Regions from separate parts of the Mus musculus genome. Here all the other regions are linked to region 1. Evidence: chromatin contacts called from public HiChIP or PLAC-seq and Micro-C data. All regions are on one chromosome and are shown on one strand. Each heading gives the region's core, a stretch centred on a gene start, on an enhancer-like site or on the middle of the called end of the contact. The rest is flanking DNA. Distances are from core to core; before and after follow the strand shown.

Region 1 (4,668 bases), core at 660-3,159:
CACCTGTCAGGAAAGAAGGGCGAGGTCTTACTAGTTAATATAGCCTCTGGGCAGCCAAGTATCCCTAGCTGGGGCTAGGGAGCTGACACCACACAGCTCTCCGGGGTGGGGGTTGCAGATATTGCCAAAGGGAACGCATAAGCCAGCAGATTTGTTTAAACCACATGTGCTGTGCTATAGACAGCCATCCACCCTCACTCAGCATTAGTGACTGTTTCTTTGGCTGATAAGTGCCCAATGCAGCCCTTAGTCTTGGGGCATTATCCTGTGAACCAGGTTGTTTCAGGTCAATTCTCCCCATTATCCAGACTTATAAATGGGCTTGGAGGGATGAAGGACTTGCCCAAGGTCACGGTCAGCTCTGCCTCCCCAAAAGCTGTTGGGCAGGTTATCAGGAGGGAGGCGCTTACCCTATATTTTAGACAAAATAAGATTGAGTTTGCTGAAGGATAAAGTAATTATGAAATCCCCTTGGAAAGAAGGATCTTTTCTCCTGACCTGAGGCCTCTCCAGAGTGCTCTCTCAGGCCACTGACCCTCACTTACCCTGTAGGTAGTATGCTGGGTAGCCTTCTTCCCGCAGCTTCTGGAGCAGGACGCCCAGCACCGAGTCAGCATCCCACTCTTCTTTGGCCTCCGCTTTGGCCTCCGCTTTAGCCTCCGCTTTGGCCTCCGCTTTGGCCTCCGCTTTGGCCTCCGCTTTAGCCTCCGCTTTGGCCTCCGCTTTGGCCTCCGCTTTAGCCTCCGCTTCGTTCTCCGCTTCAGCCTTAGGTTCGGCCTCCGCTTCAGCCTTAGGTTCGGCCTCCGCTTCAGCCTTAGGTTCGGCCTTCGCTTCAGCCTCCGCTGCTTCACGATGGCACTGGCCACTGCTACCCTGGTCGTACAGGAGCACAGGGGCCGGTGGGGGAGGCTGCAGTGGTGGCCCAGGCAAGAGCGACCGCACCGACATGCTCCCCCTCCGCAGGCGGCGCAGCATCAGCGAGGGCAGGGCCACGCTCAGCGCCCCGCAGATGCGCGCCGACTCATACAGCTCCCGGCTGCGGCAGTCCAGCAGCAGAAGCTGTGGGCGCGGGGACGACAGCTCCTGACGCAGCCACAGGCATGACCGACTCAGACTCTCCATGGTCGCGCAGCGTCCTGCACGTCGGGCAGTGGGTGCTGTGGAGAGAGGCAAGGCGCGGAGTGAGGGCAAGTTTGTCTCTACTCCTGCAGCGTGGATCAGGCTACTGAGGCGGGAAGTCAACCCCTGTCCTGAGGGCAGGCTTTCAGTGTCCCCGCAGGGACATTCCTCTACCGCCTGCTTCTCTCCTCGCGCTCCACCCACAGTGAGAACACCAAGGAAGGCGCCCCTGGAAAAAGACCCGAGGCTGCCGCCACTTGGGCGCTGCTCCCTGCCCCGCTTACATGGAGTTTTCGTGAGACATACCCCAGAAGATAGCTGGGCGTCTACCGGTCTCTGAAGTGCTAGGAGGACTAAAACCAGTTCCCTCCACACCCCTTTTCTGACTTTCTCATTTGCTCTGATCTCCATCACTCCCCAAGTTCAATTTTGGATGTGTGGAGAAGTTGGGTTCAAGGCCCGGCTCTCCTCTAAAGCCCGGAAGACCCAGAGAACAAGAGGGTCACCGAGGTTGTGGGCCTCGGCGAGTCCCGTAAGAGCTGACTCGGCCCCACTCCTACCCACCCCAGGAGAGAACAAAAGGAGAGACCTGGAGCGAGATCCAGAGGCAGGCGACTGCACCCGGACGTCCTGGCCACAGCTAGTGCCACGGCAGGGCGTAGGTATCGTTCATGGAGACGGATCCCCCAGGCTTGGGCGCTCGGAGAGGGCGGGGTGGTGGAGCAGGCTCGCACGTGGAAGCCAAGCCTCGCGCCACTCGTGCGCCGGCCGCTTCCTGGCAGCAGAATCCAGATTCCACCTTGGAAGGCTCTGCCTTCGGACCGACTAAGTAGCAGCTCAAAGGGGCGGGACGGGGCGGGGCGGTGGGGCGGGCTCAGGGAGCAGGAGAGCCAACCAGGGCTAAGGAAAAGCCTGGTGGGAGTTGCAAGCCGCAGGCTGAGCTAGGGCTTCCACCCAGGCGGGACAGGGTCAGGGCAGAGGCCAAGGGCAGGTCGGGGGCCCAGCAGGGGACATGTTGCAGTTGCCCCTGCTTGGCGCCAGTCTGGTCCCTGGAAGCAGGAAGAGGGGTGGGGACAAAAGCCCAGAGCCCCAGAACCAGAAACTGTCTCAAACAACTCAATAATGCTGAACTACCTGGAACTAGATGGCCCCCATCTGTATAATGGGCCAATCAGAGCCTTCTAATGTATTTTACTGTGAGATGCCACTAAAAAACTGAAGGCACAAGGCAGCTCCTGGGTGTGCTATTTCCATCTGGGCTTCATTTGTACAGGCCTAGCTAAAGGTACACAAGAATTCCGAGCACCCAACTCTAAACTGAGACACTGTGCTCTTATCAGGTGAAGAGGGGCGCCTCCCCAAAGCCTCTTTCCCATAAGCCCCTGGATGGATCCACGTGGAAAGAAGTCGTTTTACTGCAATATGTCCCCATCCCCATTCTCCTTCTGGCTTTTCTAGTGGTCATGACTATACAAGTCACTGTCCCAGTTTTTGAAACTTCAGCGTGTCTCCACCCTGCCCCATTCCAGAGCACCATTCAGTCCACTAAGGCTGGTGGCCTCCAGCCAGCCCACTGGACAGGTGATGAACAGGAAAGACACACAAGGGCTCTCCTTGCCTGGGTGTTCTAGTCCAGCAGGACACACTAACAATAAGCAAAGGCACTGGACCAGATATCGGGGTGATAAGTGCTGACAATGAAAGGAGAGGCAGGGGAGGCTTCTAAAAAAGCCCCATCTGGCCATGTGTCCTTTCTCTGCTAAAAGCCCAAGAAAAGCAAATAACAGTTTTAAAGGAAAACACACAACAGATAAGATAAAGCTCGCACAAAATAATCAAAGGGTTAAGACCCCGTAGATAAATGGGTAAGGAACTCAAGGACTGCATACTCTGCCCAAAGGAAGGAATGTGATGGGGTAAGAATATATGGGGAAAGGTTGAAGCTCAGGCATGGAAGGAAAGCCAATTCAAAAAAATAGGGAAATACTTCCCAGTCACTACATTAGTAGAATGTTCTCAAAATGAGAACGCCAAGTGTTGGCAAGAGCTGACTGGGGCTTGATTATGTTGTGGACAAGTTAGTGGTGGCATGAGGCCATGGATGCAGACAGCTGAAGAGACAGTATCTTACCCTCCCAATCCTGGAGGTTGTGTACTTGGAGGGAGGATCTCCAACAAGAGGGAAATACTGGTATTCCCAGAAATCTAGCTGTGCTCTCCGGAGTAGGCTTTCTAGAGGAAGTGATAGGAACTGCCCTGGAGGATGAGCATGGGAGAGAGGCACCTCTCCATGAAGGTACGGGGAGCCTAGGCATCAATAACCCGTTCCACTCCTGTCCACACCTGAAGAATATTTTCCCTACACCTAGTCCCAGGCGCCTGCTGGCAAGGCCCCAATTCTAGCATAGGATAGGAGAGGATGACTGATGCTCCGTCTCCAAAGTCAGTGCTCAGTGCCCAACGCATGCCTCGTTGCAGTGCCAGCAAACTGGACAAATGGGAACCTGTTGCCACCCCCGCACTGCAGGGTTCGGTGCAGCCAAGGCCTCCCCTCGCCTGCCTCTACTAACACCTCCCCCCCCTGCCCCGCAGCCTCTGCTGGAGCTCTGGCCCCGCCCCTCTCCTGCTTCTGGATTCTCAGGCGGACAGGATTTGGGGAAGGCTGCTGCACGTGGGGCCCTTCCCGTCCCACTTTGGCGGGTGGAGTCAGGCGAAGCACTCATCACTCGCCTCAGGGTGGGCGGTGAGCCCACTGTCGCCCACGCTGGGGGCCCCAGGGCTTCCGACTGGCCAGCCCAACGAACCTCCCCCCACCAGGTCCACTGCGTGCTGTGGGCGCTCTCAGGTCCCCCAGATGCCCGAACGGCACTGCTCGCAGCAAAATGCGCGATTCCCGCCCGGCCCAGTGGCAGGATTTCAGTTGTCGCTACCCGGTCACATGGCCCGTAGCGCAACTCCCAGAGACAACGTTTCGACCAAATGCAGTGTCTTTTCCATAAAACCCACTTTCCGCTGAGAATGGCCTTATGATTTTCCTAGTAGAGCTCCTCGCGGGACTGAGAGCTCCTCCAAGGCAGGAACCGGTGTGTGCCCAGTCCCAAGCTGACCTGAGACTCCCCAGTGAGGGACTAGTACACGCTCCGGGTGCTTGCAGAAGAAATGCTCATTAACAAAGAAGGCATGAATGAATGAAACTAATTGTTGCCCGGAGGAGCCCAGGAGGGTGCTGCTCCTGCTTTCTCCTTCCACCTAGCACACACTCCTCCCAGACACTCACAAGCACACGTGCACACATAGCACTCCATAAAGCATACACGCAGGTTGGGATACACATAGTGTATGTTGAGTCTTACAGAAACAGCCCACTATACGCTGGACCCCTTTGGTCCCAGCTAGGCCTCCAATCTCTCTCTCTCTCTCTCCTCTTCTCTTCTCTTCTTCCACCCCCGCGGCCCCTTGCCTCCACATCTAAGTACTGTACCTTGAGCCTCAAGTGCCTTCTTTATTTCTTAGAGAAGAGGTCAAATCAGTTTCTGGGGAATCTCAAGG
Region 2 (4,668 bases), core at 609-3,108, 110 kb after region 1:
GGTACTATAAGCCCCGGGACCAAGCATGGGGACCAAGTACAGCCCTCACAGGGAGTACCTAGCCTGAGATAGGGATGGTAGCCTAGGAAAGGGGTTATCAATTTTCTGATGCACTTATAAAACAACAGGCCTAGGGAGGGAGGCCCTGGGTCTGTGGATGTCTCAATTACTGAAACACTAACCCAGGCCATGTACCTTCTATGTCTGCTGTTGCTTCCATGTCTAAGCTTTCTGGGAGAGATGCTGGCAGAGAAGTGATAACACCCAACAAGGGAAAGAACAGCAAGGACCTATGAGGGTACTACATGGCCAAGGATAGATAAGACAGCAGCTAGAGGCTTCCTGGGTTGGGGTAGAAAGTAGGTGAACCAATACCTAGGTGGCTTCAGTGGATTTGTGGAGATATCATCAATCTAGGGGGTCCAGGTAATATTGGCCAAGTTTTATGCTAACACTTAGAGTCTATGTCTCTTGCAGAGTGCTGGCCACTAGGCCCCACACAGGCCTGCAAGATGGGACTGAGCGTTTGCAACACTGGCACCTTAAAAGTGAAGCAGCCCCTGGACCTTGGCCACCCTACTCTACGGCCTGCTTGGTTCAAAGACAGTCAGGGCCACATAGCCTAACTTGCAAAAGGAGCAAAGCACAAGGGAACCAGGGACCAGGGACATGGGTGTGTCCAGAAGCATAGCTTGTTGAAAAAGATAGAGCAAAGTCTTCTGGAGGTGGATGGAGGCCTACTTTCTAGAAGTTTCTCATGAAAGGAGCAGAAAGAATGAGTGTGAGAGAAAGTTCTTAGGTCCAGTGATCTACACAGGAGATTATCTTGTGAGGAGATGAGGAAGACTCTCGAAGCTCATTGAGATGGAAGTATGGAGCCAGCCAGCCATAAGAAGCAAAATCAGAAGTCTGTGGCATTGCATACCAAGCTGTGGTCTGAGAAACCAATCCACTATGTTGTGCATGGAGGCTGTTCCACAGTGGATGGTGAGAGGGACTCTGCTGGAGATCGAAAGGACCAGCACCAGGAAAGGACAACAGGGTTTCACAGAGGCTGAGCTATTGTGCCAGGATTGAGGAGAGGATAAGCCAAGGTCAGGTGCCCACAGTGCCTAGGAAGTGCCTAGGCACACGAATTCCCTATACTTTACACCTTCTCAGAGCTTGGCCCTGGGGCCAAACATGAGCTTTGATCTGGAGGCCACATGAACGTACACCTAGAGATGCTCTGCAAAATTCAGTGGCCAACCTCCTCCAGGAGCCTCATGGTTTCCTTTGGTCTCACAATGACCCCTTCTCATCCAATTCTGTCACTTGTCATCCCTGAGCATGAGAAATGGGGATGGCTGAGGCTAAGGAGACTGTCAATACTGAGAACAAGGAGGGGAGAGGAAAAGGAGGTTCCAGTGCAGGCCCTCTCAGTCTTAACATGAGACACTTCAGTCAATGCAGGGTCCAAAGGCAGAGAGGACCTTCACTCTAGGCTTCAGGGCTCTGGAGGGAACCTCTACATAGATCTCAGGCAAGGGAGATGATGCTACACTCCTACAGGCTGATCCAGTCCCTTCTTAAGTTCACCCAGGACTCCAGTGCTATGCCCCTAAGGGACCAGCTCCATACTGACACCTAATGGATGGCAGCTTGAAGTTCCCATCAGTAGTCACTGGCATGGCTTTGACCACCTGCTGAAGTAGCTGAGTGGTGAGATAAAGGGTCACCCAATCCATGGGGCATGCACAGCAGGCTGAGTTCAGTAAGGCTTATAAGACTCAGTCCCAGACCAATCACCAATAAGGAAGTGCTGGCAGCGGGCCTTCTGCAGAGGATCAGGGTGGAGCTTGAATGAAGTGGAAGAACTGAGAACTGAGAAGAGCAAAAGTCACAACCAGCACAGCCTTGGCACGTTCACACCATCTAGCCACACAGTGTCCTTCCCACCCAGAAGGGCTGCAGCTGTTCCTGCCGTTCTCTCCCTGGCCTCATTGAGCCTGGCCTGGGCTGGCAGCTCAGATTTCTGCTGGGGCCAAAGGCCTCTTTCTGAAGTCCCAGAGCTTCCCCAGTAGGATGTCTTGGAGGCTTCAGTCTCTGTGGTAGCAGTGGTGGGGACAAGGACCAAGCTGGGGGTGGGGCAACCTTTCCTCCAGATTAAGCCTTTTCTCCTTCAACTAAAGGAGCTATGAGAGGTGCAACATTACAAGGGATGTACCAGAACTCTGAGCTCCTAGACACTTGGGGTTTACACTGCCCTTGGCCTGGAGCCCCCAGAGAGGGGAAGTGACCCATTCTAACTTCTAGAAAGCCCATGATTCCCATGGCACCATGTGACTCTGCTTCCTGACTATCCTACTTCACATGCCCAGATTGTCCCCAAGGCCAGTAAGGCCCTTAGGCTCTTTTCCCCAGGAACTCACTCCCTTCCCCTCCTCTGCCTTGCCCTTGGCCTTGGATCGGCCTTCCCACCGCAGTAATGCTTCACTATCTCCTTTGCCTGACACTGGCAGCTGCCTTCAGATTGACCCTGAAGTTCGGGCCTTTCTGTGGGATTGGGGGTCCTAACAGGTGCCACACTGCCATGTTTCGTGTGTAGTAGAGAAAGCAGCTAGCTGTGGCCCTTCTCGTTCCAAGCACATGCCCTCCTAGCAGGTCCAAGATATGGGGACAGAGGGTGGATGTTTGGCACGGACACACAGGGGCTGCTTGCCTAGAGCAGAGGCCAGATGCCATCAGAATTGGATTAGGACCACATTGTGTTGGCTCTCGGCTAATCTGCTCTCTCCTTTGGACTGCCTGCGGAGAACAGGCAAGACAGGGGCATGGCACTGAGCCCCCTTACCAGCCTACCCCAAGGTTCTTGAGCAGCAGGTAGGTCCTTCTTCAGCATGGGTTCTGGAATCCTCTGAATCGCTACAGAGGCTAAGAGATTAGTGGATTAGTGCAATAACTGCCAAAGTCCCCTCTACCAACATGGCTCCCTTGTCTTCTGTCAAGCCCCTTCTGGGCTCCAGGGGATTGGCATGGGGCCTGGAGTACAGTTAAGCCCTCCCTCTAAGAAGGCCTGCTGAGGAGCCTGCCTGCTCAAGGTTTGCTGAGCCAAGGAAATGGAGGAGTGAGAGTCACCTGCTCCTTGCCTCACACAGCTGGGCCCAAGGAGCCTGGGGGGGGGGGGAAAGGGCTGGTCCTTAAGCTGCCATAGGGACTTAGGGTCTCAGAGGCTTGTTCGGGGCTGAACCACCCACCTGGGCACCTGCTCTTCTCTATACCCACCCCATTTAGAGGCACCAGATGAGCACTGGAGCTCTGTGGCAGAATCGGGCAGGTTCCCAGGGGCCTTGACATTTTAAATATTTAACAAGGCCTGACAGGCAGAGGGAAGAGCTGCCAGCTGAAGCCCATCTGTTTCCTTTGATCTGGGAGAGGCCAGAGCCCTTGCATCTAAATAGCCCTCTACCCCAGCCTTCTCAGAGGCCCTAAGTCCTCGGGGGGGGGGGGGGCAAGGAGAAGGAAGGAAAGAGATCCTTTGGCATGGAGCCCAGCCATCTGCCCTGACAGAATGCTGCTTCAGGCTGGTGAGTGTGTGCGTGCGTGCATGCGTGTGTTCGAGGGCATGTGTGGTAGGCAGGCTGAGTAGGTTGTCCATGGGTGTAGCAGTTCTACAGCTTAGTTCAGGAAGACTCAGATGGCCCAGGGAGACCATCATACCTTGAGTTCTTAACCTGGCCCATGGGCTTGCCTTCCCCTCTCTCTAATGCTCCCTTGGGCCCATGCACTACTGCCTATGGACAGATGATGCTTTCTTCAATCCACTCGGGGCAAGACTAGAGTAAGAGCATCTGGTGTGTGCCCGCCCTAGAGGCTCTGGGTTGGGTAGGACAGGGGATCCAGGGAACAGGAGGAATACAGGTGGTGGCAGCCAGGACTTGCAGGACTGAGTGCACCAAAGTGTCACAACTAAATGTGCAGCTGATAAAATCAATCAGCATTGGCTGAGAAGCAAACCTGGCACCAGGATGGGTTAGGTCCAGTAACCCTGCCAAGCTAGTGTCAGATGGGCTTGAAAGGATTCCAGTTCCTGAAATCTGAGGCTAGAGTTAGCTCTTTGAGGACCCTAGTCTCACCACAGAAAACCCCAGCACCAGGGAGTTAAGGACTCAAGATGGCAGTCAGACTTCCACTCTGGATATTCTAGAGTACTCTCACCATGTTTCATGCAGAGGCTCACTGGTGTGAGACCTGCACTGACTCAGGCTCATATCTCTCTGGGACAGCCTGTTATTGCTGTCACTTATGTTCGTGTATGTTCGTGTGTGTGTGCGTGAGTGCATGTGCTCATATATGCTAATGACTAAAGGTAAACGTCTAGTGTCTTCCTCAGCTGCTCTCTACCAAATTGTGACAGAGTCTTTCACTGAAACTAGAGTTCACTGATTTGCTAGGCTGGCTGATACACAAGCCCCACAGATTTTCTTATCTCTGTCTCCTCAGTGCCGCGACTGCAGGAACACACTCCATGCTCTGCTTTTTACATGGGAGCTGAAAACTCAAACTCATGACCTCAGGTTTGCAGAGCAAGCACTTCACCTCCGGGCAATCACCCCAGTCCCAGGCACCACTACTGCTAACGGTACCATGTGACTATGGGGCCCTAGTTTTGGTCTGCCTTTCCCACAA
Region 3 (4,668 bases), core at 1,079-3,578, 65 kb after region 1:
GCCAGGAAATGGGATGGAGGAGTGTGCAGCCACCTTTTTCAGCTGTCCTGTACCTCTGTCCTTTCCAGGTTAGTCCTCAGCTCCTCACAGGCTGTTCTACATCTTGTGCTTTCTTATCTTTTCTGTCTTAGCCTTTAACCTGAATGACTGGTTGCTATAAACTGTACACATGGATCTACCTCTGAGTGCCACTGTTATAAGAGTGCCCCTTTTCCACTTTACCTATCCAGTGTGGCTGAGACTCCTGAAGGACACCTGTGGCAGGCCTAGGGCCTAGGGTATGAGCTCTGAGCATAGAGTGAGGGGCTGAAATCCAGGCTGTCTTTCTGTAGTCTGCTGTTTTCAAGTTCCTTGCCAGACCTGTTTTTAGCATTGACTACCCTCCCCCCTCCCCCCTCCCCCTCCCTCTCCCCCTCTCCTTCTTCCTCCTCCCCTTCCTCCTCCTCCCCCTCCCCTTCCCCCACACTGCACTAACTGTGCTTAAACAGACTTTCAGGACAGATGTTCTGCTCTTGGTTTATCTTCCCCGACAGGCCTTTGAGTCCCCGTCCTAGGCTTCAGCCACCCCACATTTTTACTTGTTTCCTGTTGTGCTCTATCGTTGAGCTACCCCTCAGCCCTGTACCCATCTTGATGCTTTGAGGTCATCTGTTCTACAAAAGGTGTTTTCTCAGCTCTCAGAAGGCAGAACCCTTCCCTTGGAATAGCAGTGGTGGATGGGTGAGGCTGTTTAACCTTAAAGAGGGCTCTTCTTCACTCTGCCTTCTCAGGGCCTTTTCAGAGCACAGCATGGGATAGTTGATACAGCTCTGCAGGGGTTGGAACAGGCATCCCTCCCATTGAGAGTGCCCCATACAGTGCACAGCACCTAGAAACCTGGTATTTCCTTCCCCACTGGTTATCAGCAGTTTCCCTCTCCTTGGGACTCAGTTTCTACTTTGTAAATTGAGCTGGTTGTACCAGATAACCTGACTGTGACTGCTATTTTAGAATCCTCCCATGTGCTGTGTGCCTGTCAAATTGCCCAGAAGTCTTGCTGGCCTGACTTGGTGTTATTTGTGTGCTGACCTCTGGTCCTGTCAGCTCACTGGTTGTCATTTGGCCCATGGCACAGTGAGCAAAAGGCCTCATTTCTAGGCCTTATGAAATTAAAGACATTGTTATAATCTGGGTCTTTTGGATTTTTTCTTCCTGTTGCCAAGGCTTTTGTAAACAGACTAGTGGAGATTAAAAAATGACAGTCTTCCATCTCCTTTATTCAGGTTTAAAAGGTCAGCAATGACAGACTGAGATAAGATATTCTAGAACCCAAAGCTTCCAGGATCTTGTGGTGCAGAACATATCTTACAGCTTAGTGATAAGTAGCCTAGTCTTACTTAGCCCATGAACCCAATGGAACGAGGAGGAGGACAACCAGGTCCGGAGAATTGCCTGGCCCCTTTCTTCCTAGCTATGGTGCATTGAGTTGTGTTTCTCAACTCATGTCCTTGCCCTGAAATCAAGCTAAGTGAGGCCACTATGGTGGGCTCTGATCCACAAACCACTGTCCTTGTAAGAGAAGAGACATAGGCAGATGAAGGGGCGAGATGAAGACAGGCAGAAGTAGAGTAAAGGGTCTACCAATCCAGTAACACCTAGATGTTACCAGAAAACAAAAGAAAGGTCTGGAACACATTCTCCTCACGGGCCCTCAGAGGACGCTTGACCTCACTAATGCCTTGGTTTTGGACTTTGAGCCTCTAGAACTGTAAGAGGATACATTTCTCTTGTTTTTTTTTTTTTTTCCGGCCCCAGTATGAAGTCTTTCAAAACTGCTCCAAGACATACAGACCTTCCTCCCATTCCCTAGGCTCTGCTGCTGTAGTGTGTTCATGCTCATGCTCCCAGCCATTTGACTAAGGACACATTCATGCTTTATGGGCAACATCGCATCTTATCTCTTCATGTGGAGCCAGTTGTGTTGATATCGAATTTGTCTTGTCTAGACTTCCTTAGTCTTATGACTCAAGCTGTGCTGCTTCCCTTTTTGCTGTTGAAGCAGAGACTTAAGGGATCTTTGGAACCATGGTTCTTCTTTTTGACTCTTGCCCTGGAAAATTGTCTTCTGGTACTAATAAATATAAAAGGACACTGTGTGTATCTGAGAAATGGAAATACCATGAAGATGGCCTCCTGAGAGATGGCTCAGTGGTTGCTAGAACTTGCTGCTCCTTCAGGGACCCTGAGTGAGGTTTCCAATAGCTAGTAACTCCAGCTCCAGGGGATCTGGTGCCCTCTTCTGATCTTCACAGGCACTGCACATGCATGCCCATACACATAGCCACATCAAGAGAAATACATTTTAAAGAAAATAGAAATATGGTGAGAAGGTCAGGAGGATGTGTAGAGTGCTGTAACCATGGTGGTCATTTGTAAGGCCCAGCCACAGAACTATTTATGTAGCTATTCCTGGCCCAAAGAGGGTGCTACAGAACCTGGATGTCTATGCGTAGCCATTCAAGGGGATCTGAAGAAGGAAGGACAGAGGAACTAAGAGTAAGTGAGGATGAAATGCTGGGCTTTGTTTCTGTGGCTTTAGGACAAAGAGGAAGTCAATGATTAGAAATCGGGCACTTTGGTGATGAGGATGTAAATGCACGCGCGTGCACACACACACATACATGCAGAGAGAGAGAGAGAGAGAGAGAGAGAGAGAGAGAGAGAGAGAGAGAGAGAGCATATGAACATGCCCAATACAACAAGTTCTAGCAACCTTGTGGCTGGGTATATATCATTTCCTGAAGAAAACCACTCTCAAAGAGCAGTTTGTGTACCCAGGTTCACAGTAGCATTAGTCATAATGTCTAAAATGTGGGAGCAACGCACGCATTTGTGATTATGTGGCTAAACACAGCATGTCTGTGAAAGCAATGGAATATTATCCAGCCTTAAAAAGGAACTGAAGGTTGACACCTGCTAGAGCATGGATGACCTTTCAGGATATGATGCTCAGTGAAATGAGCCAGTGATAAAAGGACAAATACGTCTCTCATCCTACTTCTAGGAGAGACCTTATTTGATAATGTTGCAGCCAGATTTGCCAACAGACAATAGAATAGGGGATTGGGGAAGAGAAATGGGAAGTTGGTGATAAATGGCATGGAGTTTAAGTTAGAAAAGCTGAAAAAGTTCTGAAGACAGAATTGTCACAATGCTCCCACTGATCCATACAAGGACAGTGGCCTGAATATTTTCAGCAGGCTTTACGTGGTTGAACCAATCACTGGGAGGCAGCACAGGTGTAGCATCTCTTGCCCACAGGGTCAGTGCCCTTTCTTGCTATAGAATTCATCAGGATAGCAGGCACAGGGGAGGCCATGCCAGTGCCTTCTTCTGCTATGGCTCAATGGCATGCAGACACCTTTGTTTGGTTCCACATGGGAAATTACCAAATAATAAATTACACATGTGACTCAGACCCATTCATTTTTTTATACACAAAATTTTTGATCTATTCTTTAAATTAGGAAATTCAACTACAGATTTTAATTTATTATGCATCTGTGGTCTTCCTCATTAAGATATTTTGTTCATTTTTAACAGGCAGATAAAAATGTAAAACATATTTATGAACTGAACACAGTTGACCAAGCCATTCCATATAGTATAATGCTTTATAAAGAGAAGCTTCCGATGAGACAGGTCTCTCGGCCTGAAGACTGTACAAGAATCAGAACAGATGATGCGGGTTCCCAGGGCCTTTTCTGAACCCCATAGCTCAGCATAAAGGCAGCCTGGATATCACACAATTGACACTGACATCAGGCAACTTTACACAGCATCATCAGGGGTTGGCTTTTTAATACATAGTGGCCATTTGCTCTATGTGTATGTCTACAACAGAGGATGACAAGAAGCCCATGAGCATAGCTGGACACAGCTGACCTGCTTCAGTCACAATACTCCACATTTTGATTACTTATTGAAGAACACAAAGACCCTCAGCAAACCAAGTTGCCCTTTTGCTGTGGTGGTTTAAACAAGGACATCAGGGAACAATTTACAAATGGGAAACATTCTCAATATGCCCTTTAGAAAAAAGGGATGGCTTTATGTGATCTGTAGCTGGCATTTTAAAGTGGAGTTTTCTGGTAACCAAAATTCTTTTTCCCGAGATGTGACTACTCCTGCTTAGGGGTGACATGGCATTGGTGTGACCAGTGGGAACATAGCAAGTTTCCATTTGACTTTCTGTGGATGCCAGAAAGCTGAGACAAACTTTTAGTGGTGTGTGTGAGTGGGGGGGGGGGGAGTGGGACAAACACAGCTCCTGTCTCTCTCTCAATTCACACCTGTCTCCTGGCAGACAAACCTTGAGCTCAAGTGACAGGCATATTTAAGAGTAGTGTGATATTCTAGACATCTTCCTGAAAAGTGTGACATCCATAAGTTCAGAAGGTGAAGAAACCTCAAGGGCAGGATGCTACCTATTTCACCTCCGTTACAGTGGGTGTCCAGATTCAGGACCTAGGAGCATAGAGGAGAGTCAGCTTTCCACTAGGAAGGAGTCATCAGCCTGGGCTTCCCTGGAGGGGCAGCAGACATTAGACCTCTTTCCTCTGCCTTCTCTCAGGCTATCACTCTTTCTAGGAAAGCAGGCTTGGCACAATGGGTGCCCACACTGCTGGG

Evidence for each region. A called contact is a pair of places that touch in the nucleus more often than the background predicts. HiChIP or PLAC-seq counts read pairs in DNA pulled down with a chosen protein or histone mark.
Region 2: a contact with region 1 is called in a Micro-C map of muscle stem cells, with 5 times the contacts expected there. The contact joins the enhancer-like site here to the promoter of Dusp9 in region 1. A contact is called at or near these places in 2 of 39 promoter capture datasets (embryonic stem cells and hematopoietic stem and progenitor cells), 3 of 484 Hi-C or Micro-C datasets (bone marrow-derived macrophages, embryonic fibroblasts and muscle stem cells) and 1 of 115 datasets of contacts at active chromatin or transcription factors (embryonic stem cells).
Region 3: a contact with region 1 is called in an H3K27ac HiChIP or PLAC-seq map of trophoblast stem cells, with 27 read pairs. The contact joins the enhancer-like site here to the promoter of Dusp9 in region 1. A contact is called at or near these places in 11 of 39 promoter capture datasets (the HPC-7 cell line, HPC-7-derived erythroid cells, embryonic stem cells and 4 more), 29 of 484 Hi-C or Micro-C datasets (B cells, the C10 cell line, CD4 T cells and 20 more), 13 of 115 datasets of contacts at active chromatin or transcription factors (bone marrow-derived macrophages, embryonic limb bud, embryonic stem cells and 4 more) and 2 of 9 other capture datasets (embryonic stem cells and macrophages).

Annotation. Positions count from the first base shown.
Region 1 is chrX:73,636,682-73,641,349 of GRCm38.p6, reverse strand. Dusp9 (dual specificity phosphatase 9) reads right to left here and starts at 1,909. Exons shown (of 4, transcript NM_029352.3): 1 at 1,709-1,909; 2 at 546-1,157; 3 at 1-3. The coding sequence starts at 1,122.
Region 2 is chrX:73,523,756-73,528,423 of GRCm38.p6, reverse strand. All of the region lies in intron 2 of Atp2b3 (ATPase, Ca++ transporting, plasma membrane 3), which reads right to left. Among named protein-coding and RNA genes, the nearest start is that of Atp2b3, 23 kb to the right of the region's middle. Within about 2 kb of position 1,858, at least 17 of the 459 cell types and tissues checked have an H3K27ac peak or open chromatin away from gene starts, as enhancers often do. A contact at or near this core is called in muscle stem cells, where this site is marked.
Region 3 is chrX:73,572,056-73,576,723 of GRCm38.p6, reverse strand. Atp2b3 (ATPase, Ca++ transporting, plasma membrane 3) reads right to left here. Exons shown (of 21, transcript NM_177236.4): 21 at 3,454-4,668. Among named protein-coding and RNA genes, the nearest start is that of Gm52443, 8.3 kb to the left of the region's middle. Within about 2 kb of position 2,328, at least 17 of the 459 cell types and tissues checked have an H3K27ac peak or open chromatin away from gene starts, as enhancers often do. A contact at or near this core is called in bone marrow-derived macrophages and trophoblast stem cells, where this site is marked.